Regions from separate parts of the Mus musculus genome. Here region 1 is linked to region 2. Evidence: chromatin contacts called from public Hi-C data. All regions are on one chromosome and are shown on one strand. Each heading gives the region's core, a stretch centred on a gene start, on an enhancer-like site or on the middle of the called end of the contact. The rest is flanking DNA. Distances are from core to core; before and after follow the strand shown.

Region 1 (6,481 bases), core at 2,726-5,225, 240 kb before region 2:
ACTGATGTGAGTTTTGTCTTCAATTGCAGCTCGGAAATTTTCTGGTCAGCCTGGAAGACCCCCACCCTTGACTCTAGCTCCACCACAGCCTCCGCCCCTAGAAACCATGGAACGGCCGGTGGGCACTGGAGCCATGGTGGCACGGGCCAGCGACCTGCCCTATCTGATTGTCGGGGTTGTTCTGGGCTCTATAGTCCTCATCATCGTCACCTTCATCCCCTTCTGCCTATGGAGGGCCTGGTCTAAGCAGAGTGAGTGACACCTCAGCACAGAGGGGAAGGAGGGGAGATGCCTCTCAGCTCACCAAGCTGGCCAGTGCCCAGGCAGGGCCAGTGGTCCAGCTCCACCTCCCTGGGAACTCAAGCAACCAAATTCAGGTGGCCCCCAAGGTCCCACAGAAACACTGAATATCTGAGACTGGGCTCCTCCCTCCTCTCTCTCTCTCTCTCTCTCTCCCTCTCTCTCTCTCTCTCTCTCTCTCTCATCCTTTCTCACCCTGGGGTTCTGTAATTATCTGCTCCATCTTTTTCAAATGTCTGAAGTTGTTTCTCAAACATGTTCATATACAAATTGCTCCTGCCTCATCCCGCATCCTGCTCGTCTGCCCAGTGGGCGCTGCCTTGAGCCCTCCGTTCCTCCTGGGCTAACCTGACTTGCCCGTTAGTTTCTGTTTCAAATAGCAGTATCTGCACTGACTCTCCCACGAAACAATGGCTTCACTGCCCGGAAGCCATTGACTCACTGTCTTTCTACACTCCTCACTCTAAAGAAGAAATGGGTGATAGGAAGACTTAGAAAAAGTATTCTCCGGCTGTTGGACAGTCACCTCCCTGCCTATCGCTCTGACACTGAGTGTGGGGCTTTATCCAGCTGTAGGAGGCTAAGGAGACCCCCGTCTTCTATTTCAGAACACACAACAGATCTGGGTTTTCCTCGGAGTGCCCTCCTGTCTTCTTCGTGCCAGTACACAATGGTGCCATTGGAGGGACTTCCAGGTCACCAAGCCAACGGGCAGCCCTACCTTGGTGGCGTCAGTGGACGGGCCTGTGTCAGTCGAGTGCACGGAAGCAGGGGCTGCCCTGCTGCTACAGTGGGCTGTCCAGGCAGGAAGCCTCAGCAGCACTGCCCAGGGGAGCTTGCCCAGGTAAAGGGTTCCTGAGTGTGAGCCCCGGGTGCACATACGGCGGGACAATGAGCTGCCTCTTGGGCCTTCCCCCTGTTCATCCAGAGCTGCTGGGCTGAGCTCCCTAGAGTTAACCACAGCTCATCCTGCTCAGTGGTGAGCACTGCACCAGGAGCTCCCGTCACGACCTTCCGTTCTTTCCTTCAAGCAGCGGGAAGACACCAACAGCCAACTGAGGCAGCCCATTGTTAGCAACGGATATGACCTCCAGAACCAGCAGGTTGCCAGGTAACCAGGCCCCTCCCATTCCCACTTTTATTCCCAAGTCTCCAATCCTCCCATTCCCTTTCGCTATCCAAAGTCGGTCAACCAGAGCTAAGTAGCGCTTCGTGCAGGGATCCCCAAGTTTGCTATTTGTGCCCGATGGGGCAGTTACCCCATGGGCAAGGTGCTGTGTACACACTTATGATACTCTTCTGCTTAGGGGCTTCGGTTGTTTCTCAGCATCTGTCACTCACTGGCTCACCAAAACCCTGGAGGTAGAACCAACTTTGCCTACAGGCCCCAGAACACCCAGTTTGCCACCTCCCACAATAAAGCTCAACTATCACCGGCTGAATTTGGTGGGGCAGCTCCTGATGTTCACAGGGGACCGGTGTGATGTATGTCAGATAGTGAAAGTGCACGCCCATTCTGCTTGCACTAACCCACCCCATCTGGTCTTGTACAACGCAGAGGTCCCCAGTGTGCCTCAGGAGTAGGAGCTTTCTTATACACGCTGCCTGATGACTCAACTCACCAGCTGCTCCAACCTCAAGACTGCTGTCACCTCCAGAAGCAACCCGTCACCACATGCCAAACAGCAGTGAGGCGAACGTCTGAAAGTCCTGGACTAGAATCTTCATGGGACCCTCCATATCATTCAGGTCAGCCAGGGGCGGCAGGGAGATCTTGTCTGATGGGGTCACCCATAACCCAGCGATGGCTTTGAGGAGAAAGGACAAGGGACTTCTTCAAGGGAGTGTTTGGGAGTTGGGGATGGATGGCCACTCATTTGCTACTAAAGGCTAGAGGGCCAGGAGGCCTTCCCAGTATGGTCTGACTCCAACACTCTAACTGTGGTCCTCAAAGGCTGAAGAGAAAGCGCATCCTCTATTCCAACGGAAGAAGCCTATTTGCTCTCTGTTTTTGAGATTCAGGGCTATTCGCAGAGTCTCTCTGCCCCTCATCACATGGGGGCCTCTCTGATCCTCTGTTCTGTCAGGTCTTAATTAGGGATTGGTTCTTATCAGTCACCAGGAAGCCATGCATGTGCACACGTCACCATAGTAACTGTCTACGCCCACAAAACTTGTTCATGGCCGGGGGGGGGGGGGGGTGCTACCCCTGCCCATAGCTCCCTCTCTACCTACGTCTAGCAAATCCACCAGGACTTAGTTGGGGCACTTGGTACTTCAGAGGATGAGTTGGCGTTTCTTAGCTTCCCCGGGGGTGCATGCTCCTGCCATGAGGACCCTAGACCCTGTCTCTAGGACATGAAATTCTAAAAGACCATCAGCTCCAAAGCCAGGCCAGTCGTCATGAAAACAAGGTTTGGTTGGATCGTGAGGTAGAACACAGCCTGGCTAGAGAGAGCCGGGCATCCCTTTGTGTTTTGTGTGTACGTAGCTGATGGCTACAAGTCGAGTGCTTTGAAGTCTAATGCCTTTGGTCCCAACATAGATGAATTGTAAGGGTCCTCCCCTTCCAGGGCCAGTGTGACCAGCTATAGGTAGAGAGTAGCGCAGGACTGCATAGTGAGTCTAGATTTTAATGTCGCCTACGTTTTCCCCTCACAGGGCCCCAGTGCTGTTTAGGTCTTGTACCAGTTGAAGAAGTAGACAGTTCTGACTCCTGCCAAGTGGGTGGAGGAGACTGGAGTTCCCAGCATCCATCAGGGACCTACACAGGACAGGAACGTGGGATGCGGTTCTCGCCTAGCCCATCAGTTCATGTGTCCTTTGAAACACCACCTCCCACAATTTAGGCCGAAGCTAATATCCCAGAAAGACTATATATTGTTTGTTTGTTTGTTTGTTGACAGAGAAAAATTGGTATTTATTTTTCTATTATAGCCATATTTATATATTTATGCACTTGTAAATAAATGTATATGTGTTTCTATAATTCTGGAGAGATATGGAATCCTCCCCTTTCTGGCACAAGACAGAAAGCAAGCAGCTGAGTAACTGGAGACCAGTGGAAATGAGTATCATAGATGGTCAGGCTGCAGATGGATCCCAGAACCTGCAGCTACCACGGACACCAGGAGGCCCTCGGGCCACTTGGTGGAAGGACCCTAAGCACACTGTTCATGAAGAACACAGGGATAAAGCAAAGGCCATCATGCCGCAGACTGGAGCCACCTGGAAGCCACTCCAATTTGGTGGCACAGGACAGGTTTCCAAGATGTCACGAGAAAAGCCCCAGATGTGTACAGCACTCTAAGCATTAACAGTCTCCCAGAATCAATAATCGGTGGCAACATATCTCTGTAAAAACAAACACTGTAACTTCTAAATAAATGTTTAGTCTTCCTTGTAACCTTCATCTTAGTCACGAGTGAGTCAGCGTTTTCTTTAGACGTCCGGCGTCCCGTCTTTGAGTGGCTGCAGTAAAGCCCTGCTCGAGATGATTTCCAACCCATCAGAGATAAAATCTGGGAACAGTCGCAAATATTTTTCATATTTTTTTGTCTCTTTAAACAATGAATGCTGAATTTGGATTCATGTAACATGACACTACAAACTGCTTACTCCAAGAAGGAATACACAGACAGGAAGCAAATTCACTGTTCTCTTGCCGGACTGGAGGTGAGCATCTGCCATATTGAAGGAATGAAGTGAATTCTTCTTGTGTAGGGATGTGTGTGTGTGTGTGTGTGTGTGTTTTAAAAGACCAACTATTGCTTCCAAAACACCATTTAGCTTAGTACTATGCCACCCGTTAACACGTGGTCCCTAGTAGGTTCCTTTCATTCTAAAGTTACCATTGCTGGAGGAGTTGACTCATTTCAAGCCAACATTTATTTAATGTTGTTCCACAAAAAGATCATTCATAGGGGTAAGTGTGTGAGCGTGCATTCGTGCGTGTGTGCGTGCGAACTTAAAACTTTTATGTGTGGCACAAGACTTAATAAGAAACTGAACATTTTAATGCAAGTCTTCACACATTTTGAGTATTCATTGTGCGGGGAGGGATTGTATATTTCAGGAAAATGAGGAGTTGGAATTCAGCCTGACACATTTAATCTTATTAAGAGTTGTATCAGACTGCTTTTCCAAGAATTTGCTAAGCAGGATCTAAGGTAGACTGGGATAAGGCCGCCATCTGCTGGTGGAAAGGAGTACTGCACCTAGCCATCGGTAGCCTTGCATCCGTTTTTCTACAAAGACGGCTAATCTGAATAAGAACTGTCCTCAAAATGCAGCATGATTTTCAGGAAGGTAGTGGCTTTTAACGTGTTTATAGAAATAAGTGTAAGGAACATGGAAATTATAAGAGCGTGAGGTCTAATCCTGCAAGGGAAGAAGTAAGATATGTGATTTCAAACACATACTGAAGCCTTTAGCGGTCACTTCCAGGAGAGGAATGGGCAGAGCTAATGCTTGCAGTCTTTGCTAATGCAGCTCAAATCTGAGCTGTAGTTAACTTGACAGGCTGTTGGAAGCTTGTTTTATTTTTGTAAAACCTAATTTTGCCTTCTACCTCTCCGTGACCTAAAGTAAATGTCAAAATGGGTTTTGGTGTGCGCCACTAAAAGCAACGTATAGACACCCTGCTTACTGTACTCTTTCAGGATGGTCAGACGCTGAAGGGAGTTGTCCAGGCTCCCTAGGATCCTGTTTCCCAAGTCTGCTACCAGATCCTGAGACCCACAGACCTCTAACCTCTAGCTCAATAACTTGTTTTTAAAGCTAAGTTTTGAGGCAACTTTTTTACGCATGAATGAATGAGCAATGAAGGCTATGATTAGCACCTGTTTGCCTTCATCAATGAAAGGCATAGCTGAGTGGAGAGACGGAGTTACTTCAATCTACTTCATACCGTATGAGGCAACGACTGATTGCTTTTTTGTTTGTTTGTTTGTTTGTTTGTTGCAACAGGGTTTCTCTGTATAGCTCTGGCTGTCCTGGAACTCACTTTGTAGACCAGGCTGGCCTCGAATGCCTCTGCCTCCCAAGTGCTGGGATTAAAGGCGTGCGCCACCACGCCCAGCGACTGATTGCTTTTTAGGTGGCCTTGCCCTTAATCTGCCTCCCTTTACATGAGCAATACAAAAATCCAGAGGCAGACTCTTCATGCTGTGTTGGTATGCACAAACACTACTACCATGTCCAACATGAACCATGGGTTAGGCTTAGGATATTCTTTCAAGGAAAACCGTACTACCTACCAACTCACCAAAGTAGACAGGGAACATGCAGATACATGAATGTGTTAGAATTATATCAGAAAAAACCCAAACAGGCCCAAGAACATACCTAATACACTTCGACCTTCATCTGGACACCATAAAAAGAAGAGTATCTAACACTGTGAGAGAACAGCCTTTAGCCAGTCATCTGACCCCCAGAAAATGTGCCAGGGATTGCTGACACACAAAGCATTCTAGAGGCTTCTACTATGATGCTGCCATTGGTCCATCTGGACCCAGCCCTGAGCCTTGCATCAAAAAAAGTCCAGCATTTCTGCTGCTAGTGTCAAACCTGAGCATTGCTTCCAGATAGCTAACTGGGCTCGATCATGTGGCTTGGATCATCTGGGCTTGGCTTCCAACTGGCCTCAATAGCGCCTAACCGTTTTAAAGGACTGCATTCATATCAGCGCCCTTGCTGCCTCTGGTTGAGGCCTCTCTAGGCTCTGTGGCCTCTAGCATCTTTGTATCCATTTGCAGATACGTGTGCTCACAAAGATGACATTTTACTGTGTGAAATGTAACCTGTGATCTGAGCTCTACTATTAGTGATCAAGAGTGTAGTCAAAGGCTACAAATACCAATAGCCAGCTGTGGGGGGAAATGAGGCTACTCCATAAATCACAGCCAATAAACCTGATGTGCCTTGTTCAATACACTCTGACACTCTGTGTGGAAGGGCGCAGACCTGTCTGTACATCGCTGGCGATTGTGTTCTCAGATGTGCAGTACAGAAACTCAGTAAGGACTCTTCAGCACAGCCCTCTGCCATAGCAGGGGCTTCTGGTAACAATTCACCTGGGAAATCAAAGTGTCACCGCTGGAGGGACACGACACCGAGTGTCAGGGAGATCAAGCTGTGAGGGGTGCAGCCATGAATTTCAATAAACCCTTCCCTGAGC
Region 2 (5,818 bases), core at 3,113-5,612:
CAGATCACAGTTGTCATCCATCATGAAGGGAAGTCATAACAGGAACTAACAGGAACTAACAGGAACTAAAGGCAGGAACCTGGAGGCAGAAACTGAAGCAGCTGCATGGAGGAACACTGCTTACTGGATTACTCAGCCTGCTTTCTTATACAGCCCAGGACCATCTGCCTAGGGAATGACACCACCCACAGTGGGCTGGGCCCTTTCACAAGAATTGATCAATAAAATGCCCTACAGACTTGCCTACAGGCCAACCTGATGGAATTGTTTTCTCAATTGAGGTTCCTCTTCCCAAATAGCCCTATCTTATGTCAAGATGACAAAACTAACTAACTAAAAACAACTACCCAGGACAGATTTTAACCCAAAATAATCAATCCGGTATTGCTGGCAACCATTTTCTCTCATCTTCACTCTGTGAACTGTATTCTGTGTAGAAGCTTTTTAGTTTGATAAAACCCTACTTTTCAATTATTAATTTTTGTTCCCTAAAATCAAGATACAATTGTTTTGTTTTATGCTATGTTCGCTTTTCTTGAGACAGGGTCTTGCTATCTAGTCCTGACATATCTGGCCCTTACTGTGTAGCCCAGGATAGCCTCAAACTTATGGCAGTCCTCCTGCCTCAGCTTCCAAAGTGCTAGGATTACCAGTATACATGATCCATCACACTGTGGGTTTTAAACGTATATTATTTTTAAACAGGAAAAAATCCTTTAAATAAGGAGATGAAGAAGAGTTACATGCCATACCAGGTATGGTGACATGGGCCTTTAATCTCAACACTTGGAAGGCAGAGGCCAGCCTGGTCTATAGAGCAAGTTTTAGGTCAGCCAGGAATACACAGAGAAACCCTGTCTTGGAGAAGACAGGTTACAAATATTTTGTTATACTGAATAGAATTTTAAAACAAATTTAAAGTTAACCTTCAGACAGAATAAACATTGGTGCTAAATTAAATATGGACAGTTGCGTAAACTCATAACATCTGTCAAGCCAATTACTAGGGTAATCATACTTGCTGCAATCGTGTCTGATGAACTCATAATTTTTTCCCAAGGATTTATTTTATATGTGAGTACACTGTGGCTGTCTTCAGACACAACAGAAGAGGGCACTGGATCCCATTACAGATGGTTGTAAGCCATCATGTAGTTTCTGGGATTTGAACTCGGGACCTCTGGAAGAGCAGTCAGTGCTTTCAACCACTGAGCCATCTCACAGCTCTAACTAATAATCTTAAATGTAAGCAAATGTGGTCTATCCCAAGTGTTCACTTATCCCCAACAGTGCTGTTTATACTCATGAAAAAAACTAAAGGATTCTGGGAAAACAATTTTACTCAGAAAGGAAAGATGGCTCTTCACATCTTATAAGAACTTTGTGAACCCACTAGAAGTGAATATAATAAATTAAAAGTTTTATCATTCATTAAGTTGTATAATTGTCACTCAGCATCTAAAGACATTTCAATTACCAGAGGACCACGTGTACACGGTGGTCCTAAAAGATGATGTGGCCAAACAACATGGTGGCCATCTTGACTTGTGTAAATGCATTCTAGATGTTCACACAATACCACACCCACCTGCTGTGCATTTCTCAGAATGTAGCCCTGCCATGAAACAATGCAGGCCTATATTTAAAAGTGTGTTATCAGTGAACGCCCCAGCAGTGGTTAAGGATCCACTCGTGGTACCCCCTTTTACCTTCTGCTAACACTCTATCCGCATCCACAGTGCCTTCTTTGGATTGATCTACCGGCCCAGGGACTTTGCCTCCTACATGCTGGGCATCTTCATCTGCAACCTGCTGCTGTACTTGGCTTTCTACATCATCATGAAGGTGAGCACTCGTGCGCGAGGAGCTGGCCGCACCAGGGGCCTGCCGGCAGCTGAGGCTCCAGCTTCAGTGGTTTCCATCTCTCCACAGCTTCGAAGCTCTGAGAAAGTCCTCCCGCTACCAGTCTTCTGCATCGCGGCCACTGCCGTGGTGTGGGCTGCGGCACTGTACTTCTTCTTCCAGAACCTCAGCAGCTGGGAGGTAAGAGCCCTGCTCCTTCCTTCCTCCCTTCCTCCCTTCCTCCCTTCCTCTCCCTCTTCTTCTCCCTCTCCGTCTCCCTCTCGTCTTCTTATCCTTCTCCTCCTCCTTCTCCTTCTTTCTCTCTCTCTTCTTCTCCTCCTTCCCCTCCACTTCCTCTTCCTCCTCCTCCTTCTCCTCCACTTCCTCTTCCTCCTCTTCTTCCTTTCTCCTCTTTCTCCTCTTTCTCCTCTTTCTCCTCTTCCTCTTTCTCCTCCTCTTCTTCTTCCTCTTTCTCCTCCTCCTCCTCCTTCTCTTCTTCTTCTTCTTCTTCTTCTTCTTCTTCTTCTTCTTCTTCTTCTTCTTCTTCCTCTCTCTCTCTCTCTCTCTCTCTCTCTCTCTCTCTCTCTCGCTCTCTCTCTCTCGGCAGTTCTTGCTTCATCATGCCTTTTGTACCTTCCTCCCTCTCTTGCTCTTTTGCTTCTTATGTTTCCCCATTATCTAAATTCACAGCTTCTTCAGAAGAGAGAAGGTTTAATGAGCACACTTAGTCAGCAAGTGACCTTACTGAGGTCATGCTACATCAACTTGAAAGCCCTGTAGATGCCACAAACATCTTCTTCACTGTCTCCTACAGTCTGTTTGCAGAAGATATTTAACACTTGATTACCATATTGTCACGGTCTCTCTCATCATAGTCGTCATCCATCAAATGCAGGGGTGGAGCAGGGCAGAGCAGGGCAGGGTTCTATGTCTGTCTTGTAGGCAGGAAAGCTGATGTCTCATAAAACCAGTGCTGTGTCTGAAGCACATGCGTGAAGTCTCAACTCTACCACAGCATCAGCACATCTGATTTTAGAACAGTTGTATGACCCCAGAAAGAAAACTAGTGAGCAGCCATTTTGTTTCTTCTTGAAGTAGTAGCACTTGCCAGCCATTACCCCGCCTTCTATGGCTATAGAGTGGTCAGTCTGGGCATTTCCTAAAGCAGTGGTCCCCAAGCTTCCTAATGCTGCGACCTTTTAACACAGTTCCTCATGATGTGGTGAGCCCTGACCATAAAATTATCTTGTTGCTTCTTCATAACTGTAATTTTGCTAGTTATGAATTATGATATCCATAGCTGATATGAAAGATCTGATGTATGACCCCACCCCCAGCCCCAAAGGAGTCCTGACTAACAAGTTGAGGACCACTCTCCCAGAGGTAGACCCACATACCATGTGCCCCTGAGCCTGGTTTTATCCATGCAGAGTACAGTGTAACAGTGTCTAGGTCCTCCATGGAGTGGCCCTGCATCAACATGTCCTCTAATTACTGAAAAGTCTTGCCCTGCGGGACACAGTACAGTACGTGTAACCAGTCCGTTCATCTCTTGATGGACATTTGAGTTATCTCCATTCTGGAACTATTATACACATTGTTATAATAAACGTTGCTTTGAGCTACTGTATGCACAATCCTTGAAAGCTGACTTTCTGGGCGCTTAGTAGGATTTTTGTAGCTTCCTCAAAACCAAACCCTGAAATACTCAAACCATGGGATTCTTGCCTATATCTGTCGCACTTTCCCCACAGGGGACCCCTGCAGAATCCCGGGAGAAGAACCGTGAGTGTGTCCTGCTGGATTTCTTTGATGACCATGACATCTGGCACTTCCTCTCTGCGACTGCCCTGTTTTTCTCATTCCTGGTGAGTCAGCTGGGTCTCCCCCTGTCTTAAGTCTCACAGTTCCCTTCTGCTCCTCGAACCTTTATTCCTTCTGGTTATTTCCTGCAGTTCTTCATTGCAAGTCAATGCACTCACCATCTCGTGGTTTTGGTTTTTTGTTTTGTTTTGTTTTGTTTTACTGTAACCTTGTGTGATATCATAACTTTCATTTTCCTCTACTTTTCAATGTTTGGACACACAGAGTGACCAAACTCTTTTCCTTAAGTTGCACAGTGCCCTTGGATGGAGTTGGTTATTGGATTTAAATGCTCAGAATTCCCCCAGGAACCACTTAGGGCACTCACTAATTCATCCGTGGACTTCCTCCTTTTCATAATAGACTCTCTTCCTTCCCTTCCTCCAGTCGTCTCACTATGGATTTTGTGAAGATTAAGTTCCCAGAGAAGCCACCTAATGAGCATGTTCCAAATCTAGGGTCCCTGTAGTTTGCTGTGCCCCTTCCCAGTATCCATGAGTAGACATGCTTCTAGAAGATGACCACCGTCAGCATTTAGTCCTCCCCCTCCCCCTAATTAAATGTCTGTGGTGCCTGAACACAGGCTGGGGTGATAACTGGGTTGTCACTGCAAGATGGCTTCAAGCCCTCTGAGGCCAACCATGCAATCACACAAAAGCAGAGCATGGCTTCCCTCTAGTGGCCAGTGTGGAAAGTTCAGCCAATCTCTCTGACCCTTGGACTTTTCCCATAGGGGGACAAAAGATAACAAAATGGAGCTAGTGGTTCTGTGTAGGGTGGGAATTGAAGTGCTCTCTCCCTCTCCCTCTCCCTCTCCCTCTCCCTCTCCCTCTCCCTCTCCCTCTCCCTCTCCCTCTCCCTCTCCCTCTCCCTCTCCCTCTCCCTCTCCCTCTCCCTCTCCCTCTTCCTCCCTTCCCCTTCCCTCCCTACCTCCTACTTCCCCTTCTCCCTTACTTCCTTTTTATTTTAATTTTTTCTTTACATAAATTACATCCCAACTGCAGTTTCCCCTTCCCCCACTCCTCCCAGTCCATCCTTCCTCCCTCCTCCTCCCCTAGATCCACTCCTCCTCTATCCCCACCCCCACCCCCCAAAAAAGAGCATGCTTCCCAGGGATGTTACCTGGACAAGGAATAATAAGTTACATAAAAATAGGCACAAACCTTCATATCAAGGCTGAACTATGTGACACAGTAGGAGGAAAGGCGTCCCAAGCACACAAAAGAGTCAGAGACACCCAAACCCTTGTTAGTGGCCCTACAAGAACCATATATGGGCCGGGCGCAGTGGTGGCGCACGCCTTTAATCCCAGCGCTCGAGAGGCAGAGGCAGGCGGATTTCTGAGTTCGAGGCCAGCCTGGTCTACAAAGTGAGTTCCAGGACACAGCCAGAGCTATAAAGAGAAACCCTGTCTCGGAAAACAAAAAACAACAAAAGAAGAACCATATATGGAAGACCTAGCTCATACCCGTACAGGGTCTGTCTGTGATTGTTGATAACCTCTGGGAGCTCCTATGATCCCTGCTTAGTTGATCCTGTGGGTTGTATTCTAAAATTCTTCCTCCCTCTCTTCTTGTACAGCGATTGCTATACTTCATTTCCCTTAGTCACCATCCAGGACACTTACCCAAGTATTTTACCATCCTCTGGCCTGAGCTCCCAACCTTCACAGATACAATTGTGAAATAGACTGTGTTCTATCTCATGTGCCTTCTTCCTGTTTAAGATCCTTTCACGGATGTTCTCTTCCCATCTCCAACCCTCTCACTCCAGGTGCTGTTGACCCTGGATGATGACCTGGATGTGGTCCGGAGAGACCAGATCCCTGTCTTCTGAGCACCCAGCATCACAGGGGGAAGACGGAGCAACCCACCTTGGTGCTGTTTTGTGGAAAACACGGTGAGTGTAGCAGCTTGCCCACTGCCAGACGCTCCACCTGCCTGGAGGGAGTCAAGGGTGTCTGAATTCACACAGGAAGAGCTTGGGACTGAACTAAACCTCAAGAATGGTAGAAGGGATGCCCTGTTGCGCACAGAGACATAGTCTGGAGGCTCAAGAACCTCTGTTTGCAACGTAGAGTTCAGTCTAGACACAAGCTGCATCAGGCCAGCTT

Evidence for each region. Hi-C and Micro-C count contacts between places; a contact is called where the count stands out from the background.
Region 1: a Hi-C map of the Ba/F3 cell line shows a contact between it and region 2, with 3 times the contacts expected there. The contact joins two enhancer-like sites. A contact is called at or near these places in 1 of 15 datasets of contacts at CTCF or cohesin (stem cell-derived epiblast-like cells), 56 of 484 Hi-C or Micro-C datasets (the 3T3-L1 cell line, 3T3-L1-derived adipocytes, the Ba/F3 cell line and 29 more), 3 of 115 datasets of contacts at active chromatin or transcription factors (astrocytes and embryonic stem cells) and 1 of 9 other capture datasets (embryonic stem cells).

Annotation. Positions count from the first base shown.
Region 1 is chr16:44,482,280-44,488,760 of GRCm38.p6, reverse strand. It overlaps Boc (biregional cell adhesion molecule-related/down-regulated by oncogenes (Cdon) binding protein), which reads left to right. Exons shown (of 19, transcript NM_172506.2): 15 at 30-251; 16 at 909-1,144; 17 at 1,332-1,411; 18 at 1,859-2,049; 19 at 2,962-3,716. The coding sequence ends at 3,149. It overlaps Cfap44 (cilia and flagella associated protein 44), which reads right to left. Exons shown (of 35, transcript NM_001033247.1): 35 at 6,333-6,481. Among named protein-coding and RNA genes, the nearest start is that of Gm30064, 45 kb to the left of the region's middle. Within about 2 kb of position 3,975, at least 19 of the 459 cell types and tissues checked have an H3K27ac peak or open chromatin away from gene starts, as enhancers often do. A contact at or near this core is called in the Ba/F3 cell line, where this site is marked.
Region 2 is chr16:44,241,360-44,247,177 of GRCm38.p6, reverse strand. Sidt1 (SID1 transmembrane family, member 1) reads left to right here. Exons shown (of 25, transcript NM_198034.3): 22 at 1,740-1,845; 23 at 1,933-2,043; 24 at 3,597-3,710; 25 at 5,479-5,818. The coding sequence ends at 5,541. Among named protein-coding and RNA genes, the nearest start is that of Usf3, 71 kb to the right of the region's middle. Within about 2 kb of position 4,362, at least 20 of the 459 cell types and tissues checked have an H3K27ac peak or open chromatin away from gene starts, as enhancers often do. A contact at or near this core is called in the Ba/F3 cell line, where this site is marked.